Regions from separate parts of the Mus musculus genome. Here regions 1 and 2 are each linked to region 3. Evidence: chromatin contacts called from public Hi-C and HiChIP or PLAC-seq data. All regions are on one chromosome and are shown on one strand. Each heading gives the region's core, a stretch centred on a gene start, on an enhancer-like site or on the middle of the called end of the contact. The rest is flanking DNA. Distances are from core to core; before and after follow the strand shown. Region 1 overlaps Trio (triple functional domain (PTPRF interacting)). Region 2 overlaps Trio (triple functional domain (PTPRF interacting)). Region 3 has its middle 45 kb from the start of Otulinl.

What was found. Hi-C and Micro-C count contacts between places; a contact is called where the count stands out from the background. HiChIP or PLAC-seq counts read pairs in DNA pulled down with a chosen protein or histone mark.
Region 1: an H3K27ac HiChIP or PLAC-seq map of microglia shows a contact between it and region 3, with 2.9 times the contacts expected there. The contact joins two enhancer-like sites. A contact is called at or near these places in 3 of 115 datasets of contacts at active chromatin or transcription factors (bone marrow-derived macrophages, microglia and pancreatic cancer cells) and 3 of 9 other capture datasets (adipose tissue, liver and pancreatic islet).
Region 2: a contact with region 3 is called in a Hi-C map of CD8 T cells, with 3 times the contacts expected there. The contact joins two enhancer-like sites. A contact is called at or near these places in 1 of 484 Hi-C or Micro-C datasets (CD8 T cells) and 2 of 9 other capture datasets (adipose tissue and liver).

The regions. Positions count from the first base shown.
Region 1 is chr15:27,854,995-27,859,794 of GRCm38.p6, reverse strand. It overlaps Trio (triple functional domain (PTPRF interacting)), which reads left to right. Exons shown (of 57, transcript NM_001081302.1): 12 at 3,561-3,730; 13 at 4,740-4,800. Among named protein-coding and RNA genes, the nearest start is that of Gm29975, 140 kb to the left of the region's middle. Within about 2 kb of position 3,179, at least 65 of the 459 cell types and tissues checked have an H3K27ac peak or open chromatin away from gene starts, as enhancers often do. A contact at or near this core is called in bone marrow-derived macrophages and microglia, where this site is marked.
Region 2 is chr15:27,922,952-27,927,908 of GRCm38.p6, reverse strand. All of the region lies in intron 1 of Trio (triple functional domain (PTPRF interacting)), which reads left to right. Among named protein-coding and RNA genes, the nearest start is that of Gm29975, 70 kb to the left of the region's middle. Within about 2 kb of position 1,253, at least 145 of the 459 cell types and tissues checked have an H3K27ac peak or open chromatin away from gene starts, as enhancers often do. A contact at or near this core is called in CD8 T cells and adipose tissue, where this site is marked.
Region 3 is chr15:27,724,357-27,729,163 of GRCm38.p6, reverse strand. No RefSeq gene overlaps it. Among named protein-coding and RNA genes, the nearest start is that of Otulinl, 45 kb to the right of the region's middle. Within about 2 kb of position 3,548, at least 119 of the 459 cell types and tissues checked have an H3K27ac peak or open chromatin away from gene starts, as enhancers often do. A contact at or near this core is called in CD8 T cells, adipose tissue, bone marrow-derived macrophages and 1 more, where this site is marked.

The sequences.
Region 1 (4,800 bases), core at 1,930-4,429, 130 kb before region 3:
AAGGTCTCTAGGGGACAGTGTTGCCTATGCCTGTGTCTTGACAGTTCTATGGTTCTTAAAATACAGAAACCAGGTTGCAGTGAATTTGCATAGAACATCTCTCTTCTTGCTGTTGAATAAAGATGGATTTTTTTCACTGTAGATTATCAGTTTGCACAGAAGTGCATTATTTTTTATCCTTGGGAAACTTTGACTTATGGCTTTCACAAATATCCTAGAGAGTTAAAATGTCTTTTGTTCAGGGGCACTTTAAGTATTGTGTGTTATGTGATTTTAAATTCCTAAAAAATAAACTTTGTGTATATGCACCAGTCCATCCTCAGTTGGCATCACAAAGGGCCTTTCTCTAAGACTCTCCTTCAAATCGAGTAAGAGTATTTCAGGCCTTTGACATCATGCTTTTTATATATAGCCTCAGCCCCTGTTTCCTCGGCATCTGCGCCATCCCAGAGTCACTTCCTGTAGTCTTCTGAGTGTTTTTATCTCTGTGGACTTCACTGGCAGGCCAGGTGGGGAGCACACGGCACCAGTGACTGGAGTCCGAATGTCCAGGATGTGGAGGGGAAATGCCTGTGTGTGTGTGTGTGTGTGTGTGTGTGTGTGTGTGTGTGTGTGTGAGAGAGAGAGAGAGAGAGAGAGAGAGAGAGAGAGCGCTCTGCTGTGTGGAAGGGCAAAACTTGACCCCTAAATATTCCTGGCACTTCCCCTAGAATTCAGATTCCCCTTACACCCTTTCCTTGACCTATAGCATCTTACGCTATTTTAGGGTAAGAGGGCTTAAATGCTAAGTCTGCCAGACTAAGTGACTAGTTTAGGATAATTGAGGAGCCTAGATACGTTTTGAAAGGTACTCATAAAAGATGTAAAACTTTATGAATTGTCTTATCATGAGATTTTCTTAAAAGAAAGGCAGCAATAGTGACTGATTGATTTATCCTCTTTTTATATATACTCTCACCGACTCTTTTAGGCAGCCCTAACTTGCCATTCACATTAGCCCATGACCTGTAGGTGAAACTGAGTGATAGACCAGGTAAGGAAAGGCCAGCACTTCTGCCCAGCAAGGTCTCATCTGTTTTGACCTCAGGCAGGCTGTCATAGACACAGACGACCACAGTCACATGTGGCAGGAACATTTATTCCTCTGTCCCCGTGCTGTTGCCTGTACGCATACCTGTGTGCTGCACCTCAGGGCCAGCCCAGAGGCTGTCTTTGATTAGCTCTTTATCAATGCATAAAGATTGTCTAAGTGCTTTGTAACTTACTTTCAGTAGCACTTGTCCAGACTAGAGGAATGTGGCAGAGGCTCCCCCCCTCATTAGCACCCCACTCCCTCCTCAGTCCACAGTCAGCTTCTAGAGTCCACTACAGTGAAGGTCAGAGGAGAGCTGTCAGCCCCTCCCCAGACCAGACCAGGTGCCCCGGCCGGGATCAACACCTGTGTGCAGGAGGAACCCTGAGCAAGGTAAAGGAGCAGGCGTGGCAGCGTGCTGGGCTGTTCCATTCACTTGTGCACAGCCTTCCTGGGACAGCTTGAGCAAAGCTCATGAGCTCAAGCAGGAGACTGCTGAGATTTTAGGAGACAGGAAGTCAAGGATTCTTCTTTCCATTGCTTTTGAACAGAATCAGTACAGATGCAAAGAAACACATTGTTAATAAATACCTATCTTGGGAGGGCAGAGGGCTCTGGTAGTGCCATGATCAAGTGTATCTGTCATTGGAACCCAGTGGGTGAGTTCTGTGTTTGGTTAGCCAACCACCCTCGCAGTGCCACTGGTCTGGTGGAAGGCAGCTGTTAGCTTAGGAAAGTCCACTGACTTGGTCATCACAGCAGGCTAAACGCTTGGACTCATCAGGGGAACAGTGCAGTCCACTTTGCTAAGGGGTTGGTTATTGCTTGGAGCAGCATTTGCTTTCTGTTTCTTTGAGAAGACTCCTGTCGTCTATTGCGTTAAGTTGAATCCATCCTGTGTTAATTACAGAGTGCTTAGCTTGTGGAGCACACCTGTCTGCACAGATGTTCCACTGCATCTTCCTTCACTTGTTGTCTTGGTAATTCCTCCATGAGCATGGAGATTTCTTAGATCCTGTCCTACCAAGCTGCATCATAGAGAATTTAGCTGATGTGTGTGGCCCACAGTTATGCTTTGCTAAAGAGTTTCTCCAGCCTTACTCCAAACCTTAAGGCTAAACAGTACCACTGTGGTACTACTGTGCACTGGAGTGCTAATGTGTGATTCAGGTGGTACCACCGTGGTACTGCTGTCCAGCTCCACTCTGGTGCGGTTGCAACCCCCATAGAGCGCTGTACAGTGATATCTAGAATTACAGCGCAGTACAACCTATGGCAGCTAAGTGTGGTTTCCACAGAGAGTCTCAGAGCCAGCTGGCAGATCTTCAGGATCGTGAAGCTCTTGTCCTTTTTATCATTTGTAAGTGCAGCCACTGTGCTGGCACGCAGGGAGTGAATGCAGAAACAAAGGAAAGCACAGGTGAGATCCTTACTGGCAGTAAACCTCCGAGGATGGTGTAGGCCTCAGGAAGGGTTACCAGCTTCCTTCACCCGGGGTCCTTTCCCCTTGATCTACAGGATGAGTCAAGCAGCCTTTATTTAAGACTGTATAAGTAAAGTTCTCGTGTTATGAAACTTGACAGTGTACACAAAGACAGACAGTGCAAGAACAGTTAACAGATATTTAATATCTTTAGTAAAATTAACCTGTAGCACCATGGGTAACTTGGCTGAGAAATAAAAACTTTATCAGCACTTTTCTTATTTAAAATGGCCTACCAGATTCAAAACATCTATTGTAACAGGAAGAACATATTTTATATATGTGGTACTTGCCATCCAATGAGCAGGCACAGAGTTGATGTTTTAAGCTCTTCTGTTTTGGAAAATATAGACATAGAATTCAGGTTCCAAATCCTAGATGGGAGGAGCCAAGACCCACTGTGATCACACTGTCTTCCCATAGTAGGATGAACACGCTGCGTGACAGGCAGCTGGTCCTGGGTACGGTCCTCTCCATCACGCAGCTGTGGTGGGGAATAGTTTAACCTGGTGTTCTCTGCTCTGCTTCGAGGGACCTGAAGCACCAGTGTCTGACTGGTGGCTTAATAGTGAAGTGTCGTACCTCTGCTGAGACCAAAGCAGGAGTCAGGTCTCTGAGCAAGCGCCTCTGTGCTCGATGACGGATGTTCCTGTTGTCCGAGTGACTCGGTGTTTCCACGGTGCTCAGACTGGGCCTCTGCAGAAGGGCAGCGTGCCTTCTCTTCCCTTTCCTTTTTCTCCCCGGTGACAGCCTCTTCCGCCACGCTGCCGGTTTATTTTTGCCCCACACTGCAGTGGCATGTTGCGCTCTCTCTGCATGTGTCCCACTAGTTGCTGGACTCTTCAGGACGCTCTCTCTCCTTTTCCCTCCCCCTTCTTCCTTCCTTCCTTTCTTTCTTCCTTCCCTCTCTCGGGGAGCAGCCCGCCACCATCCTCTTCCCCATGTGAGTGGCCTGGTGTCTGCAGCCCTCACTCACAGTGCCCTCTGCCGTCTGTCTGTCTGCAGCTCTGGACATGGCTGGAGGAGTTACAGAAGGAACTGCTGGACGACGTGTACGCCGAGTCGGTGGAGGCCGTGCAGGACCTCATCAAGCGATTCGGCCAGCAGCAGCAGACCACCCTGCAGGTGACTGTCAACGTGATCAAGGAAGGAGAAGACCTCATCCAGCAGCTGAGGTGGGCCTCAACCCCCCTCCACCCCCACCCCCACCTGGTCCCTCGCAGATCCAGAGCTGCACAGCAGGTTCCTGCCTTTATCAGTCCTTGAACAAATAGTTCCAGTGTCCTCTCCAGAAGGCCAGGGAGAGTTTTCTCCTCATCCCCACCCCCAAACCCCGTTAGTTTTTCAGCTGCGTAATTGTCTGTCTTAACACTAACAACTGTGGGAATTTGACTCTGTTAGCATTACTTCAGCATCACCTTACTAAGACTTCCTTAAAAAGGATGAGGTTGAATCTCTTCTAAGATCACGTCCTCTGGTCCCCTCAACCTGCCTGGAGGTGACATCCTTCCGTTCCTCTGGGCAGGAGGCAGGGCCAGCTTGCCTTTGTTTCCTTTGGAGGCAGATTTGAAAATTCCTTTTATTGAGTCACAGGGTGGGGGCACTGGGGGGGCAGACACACACTTAAGGGTAGCCCCCTGCTCCGAACTCACACATCAGCTGAAGAAGAGTCACTGACTCAGTAGTGTTACATGATTTTTCCCCTTCCCTAAGAGAGGGAGATGTTACTTAGTCAGGGTTTCATTGATTGATTAGAAGTTAACCTCCCGGGGAGGAGGAGGAGGAGGAGGAGGAGGAGGAGGAGGAGGAGGAGGAGGAGGAAGAGGAGGAGGGAGGAGGAGGAGGAGGACCACTGCAGTGACTGGGCACCAGCTGTTCTCTCTATTAAGGTGGTTTTCTGTGATAGTTGATTTCTGTGAGAGAGCCATGCAGAGCTCAGCTGGGAGGAACACAGCCGTGGCTCTGCAGCCTCAGGCATGGTGGGACAAGCCGCCCAGAGGAAGGGGCTGGCGGTGTTTTGCTAGAGGACAGCGTCTTCCCTTTTCTGAGACAAAGTCCAGCTTCCTGCCAGCCTTCTTCCCCTGAAGATTTGCGTTGCCGGATCTGGTGTCTAACAATGTGAGACTTTCTTATTCAATTCCTGTTTGTCTCATTGAAGTCCCGTCTCCTTCTTCACCCGCACAGGGACTCCGCCATCTCCAGTAACAAAACTCCGCACAACAGTTCCATCAACCACATCGAGACG
Region 2 (4,957 bases), core at 4-2,503, 200 kb before region 3:
CTCTGAAATGGGCGTAGGGCAGGGCACCAGGCCTGGTTAAGTGTTGAGTAAATTAATGGCTTTAGCTTTCAAGGCCGTATGCCGCCCACATTGGGATAAAGCTATAATCTTGAGGCAGCTGGACAGGTTCATTACCCATGAGCAAAGTTATGCTGGTCCTGTTTCTTGGACAGGAAGCCATTAGCCTGTAGGATCGCGTCAGGGCTAGTGTTTCTTCAGCAGTCACATCTTCCACCACATAGAAGGACCTGGAAGAAAATGTCAGACTTGACTGTTTAGAATTCAACCTAAAATCAAACAAGTTATGAAGCATGAGTTGTCCTCCCTAGGTTTCTTACACGATTCCACATCCCCTGCCACGCCCCACCACCCCCCCCCCCCCCACCAGAAATTACCTGGATGGCCCACCTTGATTGTGACTGGTCCCTCAGCACAGATGAACTGCAGCGCACACTAAGAAAACAGGGACAGAACTGTCAAGGCAAGTAGGGTGGCTGAAGCACGGAAGGACAATGTCAGCTGTGTCTTGGGCCTCCATGTTCCGGGTCTTGCCTTGGTCGTCTGGGGTTTATTTCCATGCCAGCGACGATGCAGTGCTTGGGTGGGAACGGGTGGTAGTTAAGATTGTCCAGCTAATCACAGCCTCCCCACCTCAGATCAGTAACAGCAGCGCGTGCCCAGATGCGCACCTGTCAGACGGACCCGCCTGGGAGTGGAGTCGAGGCTGTTCTCTGCTCTCGTGCATGTTTTGTTCTCTATTCGACGATAAGCGTCTTCAAACAGGGACTGTGCAGGTTGGGGAATCCCCAGGGCTTAGCAGATCAGTGTGTGTAAAAGTTCTGTCTGAACACGAGCGCCAAGTGAACCAAACAGCTCGAGGCTCCATCGGGGAACTGGCTACTACAAAGTTCTGCCACATTCTTGGATCTCATTAAAGATACGCCCTTCTAGTGAGTTTCATGTTGGAATTAAATCCATGAAGCCTTTACCTCATTGACACATTTAAGGGTCCGTGACTTACTGGAGTGTATTTGTAACAGACAGACCTACAATATCCTAATTTTGCTGAATATTTAGCAACTTTGGTTTATGTATAAACAAGATAATGATTTAAGTATTGTTTAGATGTAACTCGTGGCCACTCAAATTAATTGATTACTTATTAAGACTCTCAGCCTTGAGTAGTAAAAGCAGAGGCTGACAAGATAGGCAGGGCCCCTGAAGCCCGGGGAAGTCCCCTGCAGGAAGGAAGTCCCCAGCCACAACCCAGGTCACAGGGGCTGAATTGACAGTTTACATGTTAGAGAAGCTAGAAGTCTTGTTGGTGGTTCGAGGATAGCCAGACCTACAAAGAGAGACCCTGTCTCGAACTACAAGCAAGCAAAAGAAGTGGGCAGGAGCCAACGTAGGGGTCAGGGACACTGGTGTGGCGATCAACTATAATAATCCGTAAGATTTACTAATGTGTAAGGTAATAAGATTTGGAGCTTAAATCCAAACCGGTGCTCATTGCTGGGATCAAGTCCTTTGTCCCGTGGCATCTGAAGTCTCAGAAGCCTTGGTTCTCCTTATTTGTTTCCTGTCTTTCCTAGTAATGGTCACCAACAGGCAGGCGGACACGACCGAAGCAAGCCTGTTGGCCACACCTCGCACTCACAGAAGTTTAAGTTGTGTTCCGTTCCTGTTGCAGAAAACATATGGCAGAAACCCCGAGATTCGTTCTGTCAGCTGTTCCACTTGAGCCCTCTGGGACTCGGGGACTTGGGACACATATGTGCTGACATGTAAAACAAAGAAGTTCTGTCTGGAGTTGTGTGGAGTTGACGTAGCTTCGTTCCCTCAAGCCCAGGCTGGTCACAAAGTCTCATGACTAAAGCATTTCCTTGCAACTGTTTTTGGGTGAACCCTGCTAACTGCAGAGAAGCAGGCCTCTGATGCCTGCACACTTCCTGCTCCTGCTCCCCCCCCCCCCCTCTCTGCAGTGAAAGTGCAGAAATGAGCCTCCTCCTAAGCATTCTCCCTTCGTATGCTCCACCCTTCCTTCCTTCATCAGAGGTGAGACCAACAGTGATTAGGGCAGAAAATAATGTTTTAATTACATTGCAACAACCCCAAAGTAAAACCTTTTCCTATCTTAAACTACAAATGAAGGACTCGTCGTTAAGTACACGAGACAGCAAGAGAACCAGTCACTTTTAGTGCCTGGCCATTGTGAGCAGGTTGGCAACTTTAGAATATGGTTAGTTCTGTGTTTTTGTGAACTGTACTCAGGAGCCCAGTTGTAGACTGGTGGTGAGGTTTGCCAGCTGCAAAGGGTGTTGTTTTCCTAGGGTTAAATGGCTGCTTGGGGTTTTCTGCCGTGCTCCCCATACGGTGGGACACAGTGCCCAGTGACTGTGACCAGTATTTAGGTCATTTCCAGGATGTGGCAAAGGCTTGAGTGCTACAGGCGCTGAGTGGGTTATGTATCCAGTATTAGGGTTCCCAGTGTGTGCAGTGTGCACACGTATTTCTGGGAACAGGAATGATGGGAGTGGGTTTTTGGTGATGCGTGTAGGAGTTCAAAGGGTCAGAAGTTGAGCGTCTGTCTGGTTGGGATTCTTTCATTTTCGCCTGGGGAGAGAATAAGTATTGGCAAGCGAGCGAGGCTGCACAGGAGGCAGATGTCACATCTGAAGGATTATGTCATGTCAGGGAGTGTGTGTCTTACGGGAAGGCATCAAGAAGCCACAGAGGGGCATCGTGGAAAACTTATGGAGAGCAGTAGAAGGAGGTGTGAGCTAGAAGCCGATTTCAAGGCGAGTGGTGGGGTCAGAAGGACTACTGACCACTGATTAGGAGGCTGCAGATACAGCAAGGCCACCTGCGGGAATTCCACGGTGGGGTGGAAGGCAAGGGGAGCCAGGCGAGGCTATTTAAATGAATGAAATGCTTGATGTGATAATGGATCAGGATTTCTCTTAACAATCAATCTTGGTTGGGCTGGTATCCATTCACATAGCTCAGGGATCGAGTTTTATCGCTCTGGGTCAATTCCCCGGGCTCTTCTGCAAAGCAGTCTGTGGATCAGGTTGGCTTTACTGAACCATGTGTGCATGTATGCATAAGTGAGAGGCACATATGTAATTAGGGTGGCGTCTGCTGTCAGGCTTTATAGCACACATGCACACAGAGAGACACAGAGAAAGAGACAGACAGACAGACAGAGGCACAGGGAGATGGGGGGGGGGGGGACAGGTTGCCCATGTGATTTATTTTGAATCACTTAGTCAGAGAAATGCAATTTCTCTGTTTGCTTCTTTGTTGGTCTGGGATCAGAAGATTAAGGGTGCCCTTGGCCATATTTCCTTTTTATTTTATGAAACTAGAAGAAGCTGGAACCCCTTTTATAATAATAACCACTATATAATAATAGCCGTTATACAATATAATGCCTTTGGACAACTGGCCTATTATATATTATGAATTAACTTCCAATGTACCATTAATGCATAGTTAAAACATCAACAAAGTCTACTGATTTCTTCGTTCGTTTAAGGCATTTGTAATACTCTTAACAAGCCTTTCATCCTTTGGCAGTTCAGCTTGTCCTGTATACTTTGTGGGTAAGAAATGAAAAGCCAGAGCTATATGTTGACGTTTCCTTGAGTCAGTAAAGCTTGTGCTCTTCTTAACTGTGTGCTGTTATAGGCTGTCACTAATAAGACAGGATGAGTTAGCCAATCAGGTGGTTATTACTAAACATTAGAATCCGCTTTGTCGTTATTTCCATGTGGTGGTTTGTGGACACATCTACATTCCCGGTGCATGTGATTCATCCTCGTGTCCAATCTGGGGTCATATAATTTTGTAAAAAATGACATAAGCATCAGTTGATTGTGCTTGCATTTTTTTATATCTTAGTAAGCATTCTGGTGAAAATGTAACCTTTGTTCTCTAACATTCTTCCATAATTAAATGCATTCACAGAAGATTCCGATCCATTAAAACACTTCCTTCCTGTGACACTGGCGTGAGCTTTACACGGCCACCCCACCCCCACCACACACACCTCGCTAGCACTGCCTCCCTGCAGTGGAGCAGCATCCTGCAGGCTCTGCGCTGGAGCGGCTTGCTCAGACAGGGTGACGTCACCCTCTCTGCCGGCAGTGCGAGGGCGGGGCCACCGCACAGATGTGGAGTTTTATCTCCTGCCCTTTGTGTTCCGGAGCTCTGCCAATTACCTAATGAGTAAAATTCGGTAATTACCACCAAGGCTCGTCAGTAAGAGCAGCTACCAGCTTACTATTTAACATTTTTGCTGTGGTTGCTTTAGAACGCTGCCTTAGTTATTAGTCTTACTTGTAGCATAACCTGTGCTTCCGTCAGCCATGCTTCAGTCTTTCCCACAGGCGATTTTTCGGTTTAATAAATGTAAGGTGGGGGTAGCTGACAGGCTCTGAGACCTACGAGGTGGCTGGGAAGCAGTCTGTGGGTGACTGACAGACAATTCAGAACAAGGCACACGGGCAACTTTATCAGGAGCTCTATCTGTGGAGGAATAATAGGGCTCTTAAATACCATGTTTTCCTAAAAGAAAAAAAAATTAAGTCAGCGAATGATTATGTGAAATTCAAAATGATTAAAATCTGCTAGAGGTCCTGAGTGGATTACCAAAAGAAGCTGTTTTAGTTTTAAACTTACTCTTTTTAACACACACACACACACACACACACACACACACACACACACACACATATATATGTATGTATATGTATATATGTATATATTGTATATGAGTACACTGTAACTGTCTTCAGACACACCAGAAGAGGGCATCGGATCCCATTACAGATGGTTGTTGTGGTTGCTGGGAATTGAACTCAGGACCTGGAAGAACAGTCAGTGCTCTTAACCACTGAGCCATCTTCCCAGCACCAAAAATCTTACCCTTACCTCAGATAATTAGCTTCATCTT
Region 3 (4,807 bases), core at 2,299-4,798:
AAATCATGAATGCGCATTAACTATCACCAGGTGATCTTTCTGTACGGCTGATGTGTCACATAATTTTTCTTTAACCTAATAATACATTTAATTTTTAAATACCGAGCTGACTTTGAATGACTCGGAGTGAGGCCCCCCACCTTGGCCTGGTACACAGACTGTCTTCTGAACTATCTGGGGTGATCTCTTGATTGTTTCTCTTGTGTTCTCATGGCCACCGGTCTGCAGCTTTCTCCTCACCATCACTGCCCCGGGCATCAGGTAGGACTAACTTTGCAAGATGACCTGGACAGTGTCATCTCTATTTACCTGCAAGGGATTGTGTAGCAATCTATGTCTAATCCAGCATGATAGTGCAAGCCTTTGATCCCAGTACTCAGAGCAGAGGTTCAAGGCCAGTCTAGTCTAGAAACTACACAGCCAATTCCAGGACAGCCAAGGCTACACACAGAGAAACCTTGTCTTTTATGTATCATTAAGTGTTTCATAGACTTTTCCAGCAAACCCACATGGGCCTAGAGAATTGTTTGTGCATGGCTTTCAATTATAGTAACAAATTCCTCCATCAATGCGGTGGCTACTTGCTTCTTATTCACTGAATAGCAATCACTTGTATTATTCAAGGAAGAGTTGATCGAGCTGTGTCTGGTTATTCCATCAATCCAGGGAAGAGAGCTCATGCTTGCACTTCAGCTATGGGTTTTGTCCTAGGCCAGCTCTGACATCCAGGTAACTGATGAAGGCACCAAAATCTGGTGGCCTCTGGCAATTCAACCCTCTCTTGGTGTTCTGGAGCCAAAAGCTGATGGCCTCCGGCAGGACCCCAAACTGTGGGATGGTATCACCCACATAAAGGCCATGTCTTCCCCTCTCAGTCAAACCTCCCTGGAAACACAAGACTACTCAGAGGCGTGTCTCCTCGGTGATTCCTAATCCATCAGAGTTAACAATGAGAATAATATCAATGTACTTCTCTGCAGTACTCCCTCTCCCAGTGGCGGTTGCTTTGAATGTCTCATCTCTACATTGGGAGCTATGATGTCATCCTTCTCACTTGTCTATTTGCAACAATCAAACACGGTTTAAAAACTAATGAAAAGGAAAGGGTAATTGTCTTAGTTAGCTGTGAACAGACACTGTGACCAATGCAACTCTAGTTAGTGTTTACTGCTGTGAACAGACACCATGACCAAGGCAACTCTTATAAGGACAACATTTAATTGGGGCTGGCTTACAGGTTCAGAGATTCAGTCCATTATCAAGGTGGGAGCATGACAGCATCCAGGCAGGCATGGTGCAGGAGGAGCTGAGAATTGTACATCTTCATCTGAAGGCTGCTAGCAGAATACTGGCTCCCAGGCATCTAGCACAAGGCTCTTAAAGCCCACACCCACAGTGACACATCTACTCCAACAGGACCATACCCTCTAATAGTACCACTCCCTGGGCCGAGCATATACAAACCATCACAGTAATTATAGATGCTTTTATTCTCTCCCTTGTCTGTTCTTCCTATTTGGTTCCCTAGATCTCTTCCTATATCCTTTCTACTTAGAAGGATACATGTCATCTGTCATTGAGGGGCATTCTGATGACAATAATCCTTAAAGTTTTCCTTCCTGGAAAAATATCTTTATTATCCCTTGATTTTTAACAACATTCTTGCTCAATTTTGACAGTCTTTCTTTAGCACTTGGAAAATACCATGCCACTTCCTACAGGCCTTCATGGCTTCCAGTGACAAATCAGCTGTCACTCATTTTTATCTCTTCTGCCTCCTACAATTTTCTGTTAAGTACATCTATTGAGTTTGTTATATTTTAAGTTCTAAAATTTTATTTGAGTTTCCTTTATAGCTATTTTCTTGCTTAAGTTTTCTATTCATTTCTCTCAGCCACACTCATAATTTTTCATTGCAGGATTTTTTTTTTTTTTTTTTTTTTTTAGTGTGGCTGCCTAAAGATTTTTGTCAGAAAAATCTCACATGCCTAACTCAGTGTTGGTATTGACTGTTCATCTTTTTATTTCAGTTGGGATTCTTCTGGTTGAATTATTTTACTTTTAAATGGGGAGGTTTGGGGCATTAGATTGTAGTATTCTTATAGAAACCTGATTTAATCGGCTTTCTCAGACACCACTTCAGCAGGAAAGGGCAGACTCTTACTAGGCTCCTAGTACCATAGAGGGTGAAGATTGTTATAGGACCGCCAAGTGATGATGCAAAGGGTAACTGCACCAAGCCTCCTCTGGTGCTACTCTGTCATTAGAGAGGATGGATGTGCTGTTGTGGGTGGGTGGAATCAAAACTATAAGCTCCCCCCACAGTCTTCTCTGGTACCAGTAAGAGCAGACACTCTGCCTGGCAGAGTGGTACTGAGCCACAGCAAGAAAGTCCAATTCTTCTCCCACCGGGGTTCCCAACCAAAAGCAAACGGGTTTCAAGGAAGTGTTTCTACCAATTACCAGGCTCAGGAGTCTCTGAGCCCTTCCCCAGCTTCCTTGCAGTCAGTCGCAAGTACAGTATGTCTGCACTTTAGCCATGAAGGACTTCCTCGGTTGGCACCTGAGCTGTCTCTTACCAGCCAAGCACAGAGGAACCCAAGGCACAAGTACACTACATCTCTCTGCCAACTGCAAAACTCAGTGCTAAAAACAAAAAATTGAAGAGAGCTGTGCAGAAATCCCGGGGCCTTCTGCAACAGCTAGCTCCACCTCTGTACCAGCGTCTACTTCCTGTCTGTGTAGGATCTGCCCTTCACATCCTATGGGGGCCCAAGTAACTCTTCCTTGGAGTCCCCTTCGTGAGTACAACACCCAGTAAAGCCTCATTTGGATGCTATTGCTTCTCTCATCGTGATTTCTGTTTTGAATTGAGCAAGAGAGTCTGGTTAACCTCATTGCCTAAACCTAGAAACACAAAGAGCTAGCGACACACCAAAATGAGCTGGTGATGTCGGCACGAGCGATGCTTTGCCCATTCCTAATGTCCCTCTTGAGTCAAGCAAAGAATATAGGCTGCTTGTACTGGCTCCCCACTTGGCATCGTCAAGCACAATCAGGGATTTCGTGCCTCATTCAGGCAGGGCAGGGGTAAAGTTGTGGCTCTGCATTTGTCTACTTGTTGTGTTGAAACTGCACTTTCTGCTTTGATGTGTTGCCAGAGAAGGGTAGCCACTCAGCCGTTGCCTGAAAACTCCTTAGCAGTTGGGCCTCATCCTTAGTGCAGGCGCAGGCTTTGTGGGGTCCTTTGGTCTCCACCAGTTGTCACTTCCAGGCTGCTGGCTACTTCAGCTCCAAGTATGGGCAGATGCCACAAAAAGAAATCTCGAAGACCTGAGGTCTCTGGGTACTCTGCATCTTCTCCTCACTTTGCAGAGATTTCCTGCACTCTTCACAGACAAAGCCCAGGGCTGTTTGTTGGAGTCAACAGGAGAAGGAAAGAGAATGTGAACTCTGTCCTCCCAGACGCTGAAGTCTAGGATCAGACTCGCTCTTGAAGCTTCATAGCTTTAGGGTTATATGACATCTACTTCCTAAGACACGTGACCTGCTTGGTTTTCTTTTCACAGTAGGCACTACAGTGGTGAGTGTCAGAAGTTAAGCTCTGCAATCATCTGCTATCTGGTAACTTCTGGAGACTTATTTCATATAGAAATCCTACTTAGCCATTAACACTTGCTCATAATACCCAGAGCATAATGATGACAGACAGGAAATGAGAGACTAGACAGGCCAGTGAGCACCATGATTACTGCACACAGTACACAGTGAGGACACATGCATGGGGACTCGTTGCCTCTGATCTTGAAAAGGATCTGGAAGGAGGGAGAAGAAGACAACGGACTTAAATGATTGCTAAAACAGACAGTACAAAGGACTGTCTCACAGAGGTCTGAGACAACAGTTGAGCTGGGCCTTGAAGAGAAGCAGAACCTCCAGAGAGGAAGCAGGCATCACACCATTGGGTCTGTGGTTTGCTATAGAGGGCGGGACTCTTGGGAGACTGGATCTGACAGGATTTGCTTCCTCAGCTATCTCTCCTGATACCATTTCTTCTTCACCATTCAGGAGCGTTACAGTGTTATCTTTTGCTCTGTCTGTCGCTCCTCTGCTGGCAGCTCAGCTCAGGGCTTCTGTTCAGGTCTGTCAAGCTCCTCTCATCTACCTCCTAGTGCAAGATACAGGTTTGGCATTCAAAGGCTCTTGTGAATGTTCAAGGAAAAGAACAGAGTATAGCAAGCTGATGTCAGCACCAGCATTAGAGGAAACACACTTTGCACTGCTATTGAAAGCTGAGAGCCTCTTCCTCCGGTGGGGTCTACCCACCGGTTCTTTATGACTCCACTTATTCCTGTTAAGGAGCTCAAATAGCAACGACTGTGTCAGAATGCCTGGTAGGAAGCAGGGCGGGAGACACACTGGGCTGATAGCTGGGGAACTGCTTAGGATGCACGGGGCCCATTTCCATCCTGACTTTTCATTGTTTACACCAAGAGAGAAAAGATACAAAGCATCTAGGGGTTTTTTGGTTTTTGTTTTTTTCAAACACGGAAACCATCTTGTAGTACAAGACCCTCCTACACAATGGATTTTCGCCAGAGCTCACCAAAGAAGACAGGAAGTCAGAGGACCTCGATTTCCTGTTTCAGTTTTTATGGCTGAGCAGACAAACAGGAGGCATAAAGGAGCGGTGAGCAGACCCCACCCTCACTTGCCTGAACTGTGGCCTGACCTGGTTTCTCTGAGGCACCTCCTCTTCCCACAAGTTTCCCTTGAGCCACCTCAGTTACTGTATCCCATTCTGTGC